2 separate regions of the Mus musculus genome follow, and region 1 is linked to region 2. A link is a contact called in public HiChIP or PLAC-seq data. All regions are on one chromosome and are shown on one strand. The core of a region is the stretch at or near the end of the contact, and the rest is flanking DNA. Distances in the headings are between cores, read along the strand shown. Region 1 has its middle 33 kb from the start of Esrrg. Region 2 holds the start of Spata17 (spermatogenesis associated 17).

Region 1 (4,740 bases), core at 1,702-4,201, 750 kb after region 2:
ATCCACGCCACCCTATTTGGTTATTCGTCGCTCTGCTTTAAGATACTGTGTAGATGTTTCTCTAGAACTAAAATTGTGCATCACTTATTCACCATACAGCAAATATTTACTCAAAGTTAGAAACTAAGAGCATTTCTAAGATTTTTTTTTTCTGTTATTTTGCTTCCTGGCTTCTATACCATGGAACTTTCAAGGTGTTGTTTGGTGATGCGGACTCCGTGACTAAAGAAGGACTTGTAGTCATACAAATCCAGAAATGAGCCTGGGAGACCTCAAGTTTGTAAGTGGGAAATGCCAACTGTTAAAGGGAAAGCAAGCACTTCTAAGAGGTGGAACTCTCTTCTCACCTTTGTGAGCAAGGAAGAGTTGTTACATTGGCATGGTGGTTATATTAGGGAGTCAATCTCAGGACATGGGTGTACTAGGAAGCCAGGCTCAGGGCAAACTCTTTCCAGACCTGTTCTTTCTCTCCTGGACCTTAATGTTCCTTCCTGGCAATGGCTTGTGGTAGACTTGGGTAGGGAATTAATGGTCCTGAGGCTGTTTATTGAGCTGTATCGCTGAAGGAGACTCAACAGATCCCGGAAACCCTTCGAAGGAATTGCTATGTGTCTAATAGTTATTCCTTGCTCTCTGTCTCCTGGCTCATACACTCTTAAAAGTATAATGTGTTAATCATCTCTGACTGCCTCAAAATGCTACACAGAGCCCTGTCCCACTGGTGGGGCCTAGGACTGTTTTGAGTCTGTGTCTTGACAAAAATATCAATTTGCCTGGTCAAACCTGCAGGGTGTTAAGAGTCTACGTATCTTCTGCTCCTTCTATTGAAATAAGTCCAGCTTTACCTGTTGTCGGATGCTTTTAAATTCACCCAAAATGTGCTTATCTCCTCAGTCTTACTGATGGGAGAGCAAAAATTATAGGCCATGAAGCTCAGCTAATTTCATACTTGAGAATTTTTACATATATCAATGTGTATATTTTATTTTGGTAAAATAGAATATGTTTGTGTTTTTGACTGGCTATGAGTATAAGGTAATCTAGGTTTCGATCTATTTGTCCATCTATCCATCCCTCCACCATTTCAGGCAATACCCCATATCTACACAAGACACTGTTCTTCTTGCTAGGGAGACAGCCAGGTTTTATAGTGCTTACAAATTGACGGGACATGTATACACATAGTCTGTAAACTGGAAAAACTCCAGATGCATATGGTGTTATTATCCTGGAAATGTCACATTTGATCTGGAGACTGAATGTATGTTGATTAAGAAATAGACAGATGGGATGACGGGGTGACATCCTTCACTCAGAGAACTAAGATATGCTAAGAAGTAAAGGTGCCTGTCCCCTCTGACCAGCTGAACATTTCTCTGGGGAAAAAAAGGAGAGGGAAATGAAGGAGGTATCCCTTCGTGATTCTAACCAACTACGTCAGCAATGGAGAGTGGTCACATTACTACAGGAGCTACTTTTTATTTGATACCTAGCCTCATCATCAGAACATAAATACCACTCAATAAATAGTCAGTTGATCAGCTGACTGACTGGTTATTCCACCCAGTGTAATGGGCTTGATACTTGGGGTACTGCGTTGTGGTATTGCTTCTTAGGTATTATGGGGCTACAAATATGGAAGACAACATCAGCAGAAGAACAGTTGTCAGGTAGAGGTACTGAGGGGGTCTGGTGGGGAACAGTGCTGTAGCTTACACACAAAGGTCTCTCCCCCACCCCCACCCCCACACCCATGGAAACCACTCAAGAAGTTGGCCTTACCATTCCCTTTTCCATTAACCTCTGGTGGGAAAATTGAGAGGTTTACCGGTTCTAACTGGGAAATGACCCTAATGACCCTCGGGTCTGAGCAGCAAAATATAGCTTTTTGCCTCAGAACTCTAGCCTATGACCCCTCTTGTAATGCTTGCTAAGAGCGTGGTGTATGTTATCTGAGAGAGGTAGAGAGAGTCTTAACAAGAATTTCCTGGAAATTCCAGGATATGTGGTTGTTAGAATAGTAGCTTTTGATCTTAGTAGGATAACAAATCCTAAAAGGTACTCTGACAAATGAATTTTTAAAAAATTTTATTTATTTTATGTATGTGAGTACACTGTTGATTTCTTCAGATACACCAGAAGAGGGCATTAGATCCCATTACTGATGGTTGTGAAAGACCATGTGGTTGCTGGGAATTGAACTCAGGACCTCTGGAAGAGTAGTCAGTGCTCTTAACCACTGAGCCATCTCCCCAGCCCCGAATGCATGTCTTTGATGATAGTTAGATTTTGTTTTAAATAGTGGGTCAACCTTGGGCTGGTAGGGTAACTCCAAGAAGGTTTCTTCACCTCTCTAAGCCTTTTTCACTTTATCTGGAAATGGGGATAAAAATATTATCATTTAAGTGGTTATTTGTCTGATTTGTAGAAAAAAATTAACATTCTATGAAGGCTTAGAATAATACATGACAAAATAAATATAACTAATAATATAATTACTGAAACTCTGGCTGTCAAGCACAGCATGTGAGGGATAGGTCAGCTCTGCAGTGGACTTTATCCCCCTGAAGTCATTGACCTTTCAGGCACCCATCATTGCCTGGTCGGTAACTGTGTTTCTGTTTTCCATCTAAGCCATTTATCCGACGGGATTCCCAAACTCACTGATTAGGCTGCCTTGCTGGCGCCAACCTGTGAAAGAACTTGACTTGGTCACTATTGAGGAAATATTTGTAAAATAGTACAGCCAATAAATGACATACTGTAGAGCTTTGAATCACTTAAAAAAAAAATAAAAGAGATTGCCCAGGGGTTAAAAATAAAAGCCATTCTGGACACACAATGTTAACTGCATTCGGTTTAGTATTTGGAGAAAGAAATCCCTGCTCTGAACAGAGCAGAGATAAGCGCCTTGACTTGCAATAGATTAAGAGGCCCGCAACGGTGAGAACAAGCTGGTCTAAGGCGCACCCTGAGTGCCACCACATTTAGATGTAAGATTAACGGCTGCCGAATGGTGCAGGGGCTGTTTGTTTTATGAAACAATCGCTAATGACATTAAACAGACGGAGGCCCTTCCAACATGATTGTTCATTTGTGATAAACTGAGAGAAGCCCACGAGAGATGGAGAAAGAACACTCAGAAGTGCTCTGTTTAGAGGCCTTCACAGAGCTCTAGTGGAGGTGGCAATTAACAGGGATGAATGGGAATCTAATTCAGAGCCCATTTAGACCGAGAGACGAGGCTTGTAGCCACGAACCATTATAAGTTTGCTTGTTTTAAATTTACATTGAGGATTGAACCACCATGGGTTCATAAACAGTTATCCAAGGAGGCTCCCCCCACCCCGTTTTCTTCTTCTGTCTTCCTGTATTCATTTTTTGAAATGCTGTGCTTTTGTGCATGTCTCCAAGTCCTGACTGCTATAGTGGGCAGTAAGCATTATCTGCGGTAAAGAATGCTGTCTATTAGTTCAATTAGACATTAGACATGTACTTTTTAATGCATTTGAAGCCTGATTTGATTTGGGGCCAGTCATTTAAAATTAAGAGAGCAGAACGCTGCACCAAGCTGCGGAGATATCTGTGGCTCTGAAGTCTTAATTGCGAATTCAGATAAGGATTACACAGGACTGTGTCTCCCTAAACCACAGGTATTTGCTAATAGCTGAGAGGGAAAGGCTGGGCTTCTGTATTTACTAATTCATGCTTCTGCCTTTGCATTTTTATTGAGCTTTAATATTTTGGATGGAGACAGCACCGTTTGAGCCAGCGTTGATGGTGTGTGGGTAAAATTTCAAACCAGCCCCGCTCACATTTTTATTATTTCTGTCTAGCTAAAAATTGAAATAGTGTTTATTTTTTTTTTAAAAAAAAATTGTCAAAGGCCACGTTGCTGCATGAAGCTTTTGTTTTATCCACAAAGAAATATATTAATGAAAAGTGTTTTAAGTGCTTATTATTGAGATGGTTTGTTTTGAAACACAAGCATTTCGTAGCAGTTCACACTTCATTGTGCTCTATGAAAGACACTCTAAGTAGGGGTTGTCAGGCTCCCTTCAGAAGCAGAGTAGTGCTGGGGAATGGAGCCATTTAGAGTGTCATTCAAGCAGGACTAATCTAGAGTAGATATCTTATAAATAACCAGGAACGGAAGAAAAACAAATCGTCCCTCCCCCAACCTGAGCAGAGAGGAGGAGTGCGGACGGAGAAGAAGGAGATCATGGTAATAAAGGTTTACAGTTAGGATTAGTGAATTGTTCTGAGCAGGGAGCACCTCGAAAAGTTGCAGCCAAACCCTGGGGAGGCGTTTGGGAATACCCTGATGGAGAGAGTCTCCGATGGGTACCGCATAAACTGACCCATAACAAGGAAGAGGTTCATGGTCACATTTTGTCAGTCCACTCTCTAACACTTGCTTCCGATTGAACCTCTGAGGTGTGTTCTACATTTAAATTTATTGGCAATGAACATTTTTAGCATGCTAAGGATGGTGAGTTATGAGGGGCCACCTGGGGTGGGCTCTGTTTTCAGCTTGTGGCTCTTACAGTCTTTATCTCAGTCTTTAATGGCTAAGGTTAGTACTGGATCCTTTAGCACCTGAGTTCGTCAGCTTTGCAACTCCCCCAAACCTCCCTTACCTTGAATTTTAAAGGAGCTGAAAGGAAATCTTCCTCTGGAAGGAAGGAGGATTTAGCTACTCCTATTCTGAGAGCCCTATGTGTTCAAGAGAGGAAGAAC
Region 2 (4,453 bases), core at 1,398-3,897:
TAGAAATATATTCCTTGTTATTAATTACTAAAAAGCAACTTTCAAAAGATAATGTTTAGAGCAAATATTGAATCATTTTATCTGAATAAATTTTACATAGGCACCTCATTAAACTATATAAATGGTTGGGTTGAACATTTATAATCATGTATTTCATAAATATGTATCTAGACTATAAATGAATCAATAACGATTTTTGACAAATTTATAAATGAAAATTTAAAATTTACAAAGAAAAGCAATAACCAGCAGTATATAGTGAAGTTACTAACCACCTTTTAAAAATGTACTGGTTTGATGGTACGTACTTTATCCTTCACTTTTCTGTGAATTCTTGTCATAATTATGCAACTGAATGTTGTTACCCTGATCATTTACCCTTCCCAATAAACCTCTAGGCTTTGTCGTTTTTCATTTACAGATGATGAAGCTTACAGTTAGAGCGTTCAGTTTAGAGCAAACATGTAAGAGTTTATCACTAAAGTTAAAGTAACACAAAGTATTTGAACTGCGTCTCTACCTCTATACAAAACATCACTGTCTACTAGGGGAAAATTATTTTTTCATCAAAATTAAGTAAAAGTATAAAAGAAAATTCAGGAATTTTTAAAATAAAATTAAGTAAAGGTTTAATAGTAAATTCAAGAAACAGTTAAGAGTCAAAGAAACAAATTAACAAGTGAGTTGCTATTAATTTATGTTATTAGAACTTCAATGATTGTTCAAATTGAAGGCACATCAACTTACTAAATTAAGATCACTCTAGGAACTGTTATGAGTCAGAAACAAATTTTTCCAGTGATGGAGATAATGGGGCCACATTCAGAACAGTGTAAAGGGATTACACTGAAGGCTGATGCGGAGGACCACACCCCAGCAGCCATCAGTCCTGTTGTGGGTAGCACTATAGATCAGAATATCTATACCACTACTGCTGCTCGGGACACTTCTTCCCAGGTAGTGCAGTATTTAAATACACAGGCTCTATAGCTGAGTGTGATCCCTGAGTGACCTATTTCCTTTAACAGCCCACCTAACACATTCGGGCCCTCTGGATGCCAGCTAGCAGAAGGGAAACCAGCAGCTCAGTTTTGACTTAGAGCGAGCGCATCACAATTCCGTTCTCAATGTCTGCTCCACAATAGCATGAAGGAGTCAACTTGTCCCCACTGCACACTGAGGTCATGAACAAGCAGGAGCCTGCCACATAACTCTAAATGAATACTATATGATCTCTGAATGTTAAGTATAAGAATTCCATTGCGCAATGGCTATGCTTATTTAAAGATGATTAATTGGAAGCTTCGGTAATGTGATTATTCACTAAATAACTGTTGTAGCTATTCCATTTCAGGAAGCAAGACAGTACAGGCTGAAATAATGGTTAAACTAAGAGGCAAGAAAAAAAGCAACATTGGCCTACTTCTAGCAAGAAAATCCATAGTTTCTCACAAAAGTTACAAGATTGAATTATCACTGTAGTTGCTAGAGGTTCACGATGAAATAGCAAAACTATAGTTGAGATGTATGTTAGGATAAGAATAGCTTATCAGGACTTTCTCACACTGACTTGGTCACTGCTGGTCTGCTATAATTTATCACACTTTTTGTAATGTACTTTTTGTGATTCCTTCTAAGTTTTGAAAACCACTGGGCCATTGCTTCTAGTTTCAATGTCCCCTTTTCATGGAGAGGAAGTTTAGGTGTGGGGGGTGAGAATGCTGCCTTAGCTCTTGCCCATTTACTGTACCAATTATCTTGTCACAATGGTATAGAAACTTCACTTGGACAAATGAATCACAGATGAATTGAATTCTGTGATGTTTGTGAGATTAAGTGAAGCTCAAATTCCCATTTGGACATTGATATTCTGAATTCATGGAACTACCTGGGTAAGCCTGGTTAACGTTAATTAGGCCACTAGACCTACATTGTATAAAATAGGTTTCACCAAACCAAATTTCTCAGTGATTATTTTAAAATGTCGAAAAAAAAAAAGCCCCACAAAACAAAACAGTATTTTGAGGAAGACTCCCAAATGTTGCCCAGGGCAGCCTTGAATTTTCTGTGTTGCCCAGGCTGGACTGGACTCACAGTCATCCTCCTGCCTGTTTCCCCAGTCGGGGTTTACTTCATTTAGGGCGGCCCTTAATAATTCTCTATTCTGGGATCTTCCTTAGAGAATATTAACTTATTAATGACTTGTCAATGTATATATAATCCACTTGTGATTGATTATATATATATATATATATAAACTTCTGATCATGTTTGAATCCCCATGGGGAGAAGAAGAATTTAGAATTATTTCCTGAATTAAGTAATTTGTTAACAGTAAACATCTTCTGAGACCCCTCTCTTCACTACTCACCGGTTCCTAAAGTAGTACTGACTTTCTAGAAAGGGTGCCCGCGCCAGCAGCTTGGCTAAAGTAGCCATGTCCTTCAACTCCTGGAGTTCACCAAAATTGTTACTATTAGTCTCCATGGCAACTGGGCTGAACCAAGGTCACTTCCGACTTATCGGCCTTTCCTTTCACTCTGTTTCAGTTTCAAGCAACTGGACAGAGAAATCGGATTTGTACACGTGAGACCAGACTTGAGTCGACTCGCCCCTTTCTCCTGGAATTTCGAGCTGCTGATGGGAAGGGTCAGGGTAGGCTAAGGTGAGCGAATGGTCGCTTCCGGTTTCCGGTTTCCGCCTCCAGCCGGCTTCCGGAAGTTGCTCTCAAAATGCTGAAGTCCTGTGTGGAATTGGCCGGGGCTGCGGGAGTTGGAGTCGGTCCTCGGGCCTGAGCCTCGAGGCCGCGCTCCCGGGTGTCGTTGATGTTTGGGGCCGACGGGCGCCCAGCGATCGGAACCGCCGCCGGGAAGAGCTGGTGAGCCCGGCGGGCGGTTGGGAACGGGGCGAGCGAGCCGGCGAGCAGCTCGCGGGGCTCCGGGTCAGAGACGGCCGTGCACCAAGTTTCTTCAGGCCGCGTTCCCGTTGTCCCTGCCAAACCGGCCACATTGTACTAGATTCCGTGGTTGACAAGATCACAGAAATTCCCAGTCCCAGAAGTTTCTTAGTAGCAGAGACACCAGGCTCTTGTACTCCCTGCGCAGCTCGGTTCGTGTAAAGCCTAGAAGTTTTCCACCGCCCTGGAGGCTCTGTCCTAGTTTATGGGAAAGGGGCGTTTTCCAGTAGCCCCAGGTTGGAATTTGTCTTTAGGGTACCCTGGTCCACTGCTGTAAGTTTCCAAACTGCTTTCGCAAATCACACTTGATCTTTAATGACATCCCTGCTGTAGGAGACTCGCAGGTACAGAAAATTTAAGAGGCAAAGTTGTCCTGTGCCCCTGAGTACCAGAGATGATAGCTCAGTTTTGGATTTTCTAGTTGAAAACCCTGGTCGCCCAACCTCCACCCCCACCCCCACCCCCCGTTTGTTCCAACGCTTTTCAGAGAAACGTTAGTGTAACAAGAAAGTAGATGTCTTGCGGTCCATCTTGAAACATAAAAATCTGACCAGTAAGTCAAGAACTGTGATTTTTAAAGTTCCTGCCAGTGGGCTGTGATGTCTGATTGTTTAGCATCACCGATAACTGAAAAGTTAAAAGAATATCTTAGGTCAGATGGCTTATTTGGTTCCTCTCTAGAGACCATTTCTAACCAGTGTTGTTTTTCTTGTAGCTTTTAAGTTCTCACGATTTTCAGTTAGAATACTAGGAGAAGCTTTTTATTTTTTTTTTTTATTTTTATTTTTATTTTTTTAAAGATTTATTTATTTATTATATGTAAGTACATTGTAGCTGTCTTCAGGGATACCAGAAGAGGGAGTCAGATCTTGTTACGGATGGTTGTGAGCCACCATGTGGTTGCTGGGATTTGAACTCTGGACCTTCGGAAGAGCAGTCGGGTGCTCTAACCCACTGAGCCATCTCACCAGCCCAGGAGAAGCTTTTTAAATGAGCAATTGTAATTGTTGCACTCAGCTTGGAACAAGAGACGCAGGTCACAATGCACTAGTTTTTCTTAGCTTTGGCAGTTGTACATGTGGTAGGAACCACCACAGAAAACAAGATAAAGGAACTTCCCTACATCCTGGTGTTTCCTCTAAAGTGTACTTAATGCTTCAATGTTCAGAGCCTGGTAAGGAACGGAAGTGTTCAGTAGATTGGTCTGGTCCTAATAGAAAGGAAGTCATTTGTGTGCTAGTTGACATAAACACACAAACCAACCGGTGACCCCATTTATTCTTCATTGTGCTTTCTGTCTCCTATCATGCATAGATAGCGCTGTGTATTACTGGCTATTACTTGACGCGCTATTACTCTAAACTGGAGTTACTTGCAGTAGTGTTTTTACTTGCTAAACAACTCATCTTTTGTAATGAGTGAGACCAGAATATCATTAGCACCTATCAGCTGGTGCTTTTGAAAGAAAGTCTTAAAATGAGTCAGTCTCTCTCTCTC

The links. HiChIP or PLAC-seq counts read pairs in DNA pulled down with a chosen protein or histone mark.
Region 1: a contact with region 2 is called in an H3K4me3 HiChIP or PLAC-seq map of embryonic basal ganglia, with 5 times the contacts expected there. The contact joins the enhancer-like site here to the promoter of Spata17 in region 2. A contact is called at or near these places in 4 of 39 promoter capture datasets (the 3T3-L1 cell line, cranial neural crest and hippocampal neurons), 1 of 484 Hi-C or Micro-C datasets (Sertoli cells) and 2 of 115 datasets of contacts at active chromatin or transcription factors (embryonic basal ganglia and extraembryonic endoderm stem cells).

What each region holds. Positions count from the first base shown.
Region 1 is chr1:187,962,065-187,966,804 of GRCm38.p6, forward strand. It overlaps a transcript of Esrrg not described here. Among named protein-coding and RNA genes, the nearest start is that of Esrrg, 33 kb to the right of the region's middle. Within about 2 kb of position 2,952, at least 11 of the 459 cell types and tissues checked have an H3K27ac peak or open chromatin away from gene starts, as enhancers often do. A contact at or near this core is called in embryonic basal ganglia, where this site is marked.
Region 2 is chr1:187,212,799-187,217,251 of GRCm38.p6, forward strand. Spata17 (spermatogenesis associated 17) reads right to left here and starts at 2,648. Exons shown (of 10, transcript NM_028848.3): 1 at 2,372-2,648. The coding sequence starts at 2,487. Gpatch2 (G patch domain containing 2) reads left to right here and starts at 2,713. Exons shown (of 10, transcript NM_026367.4): 1 at 2,713-2,878. The coding sequence starts at 2,826.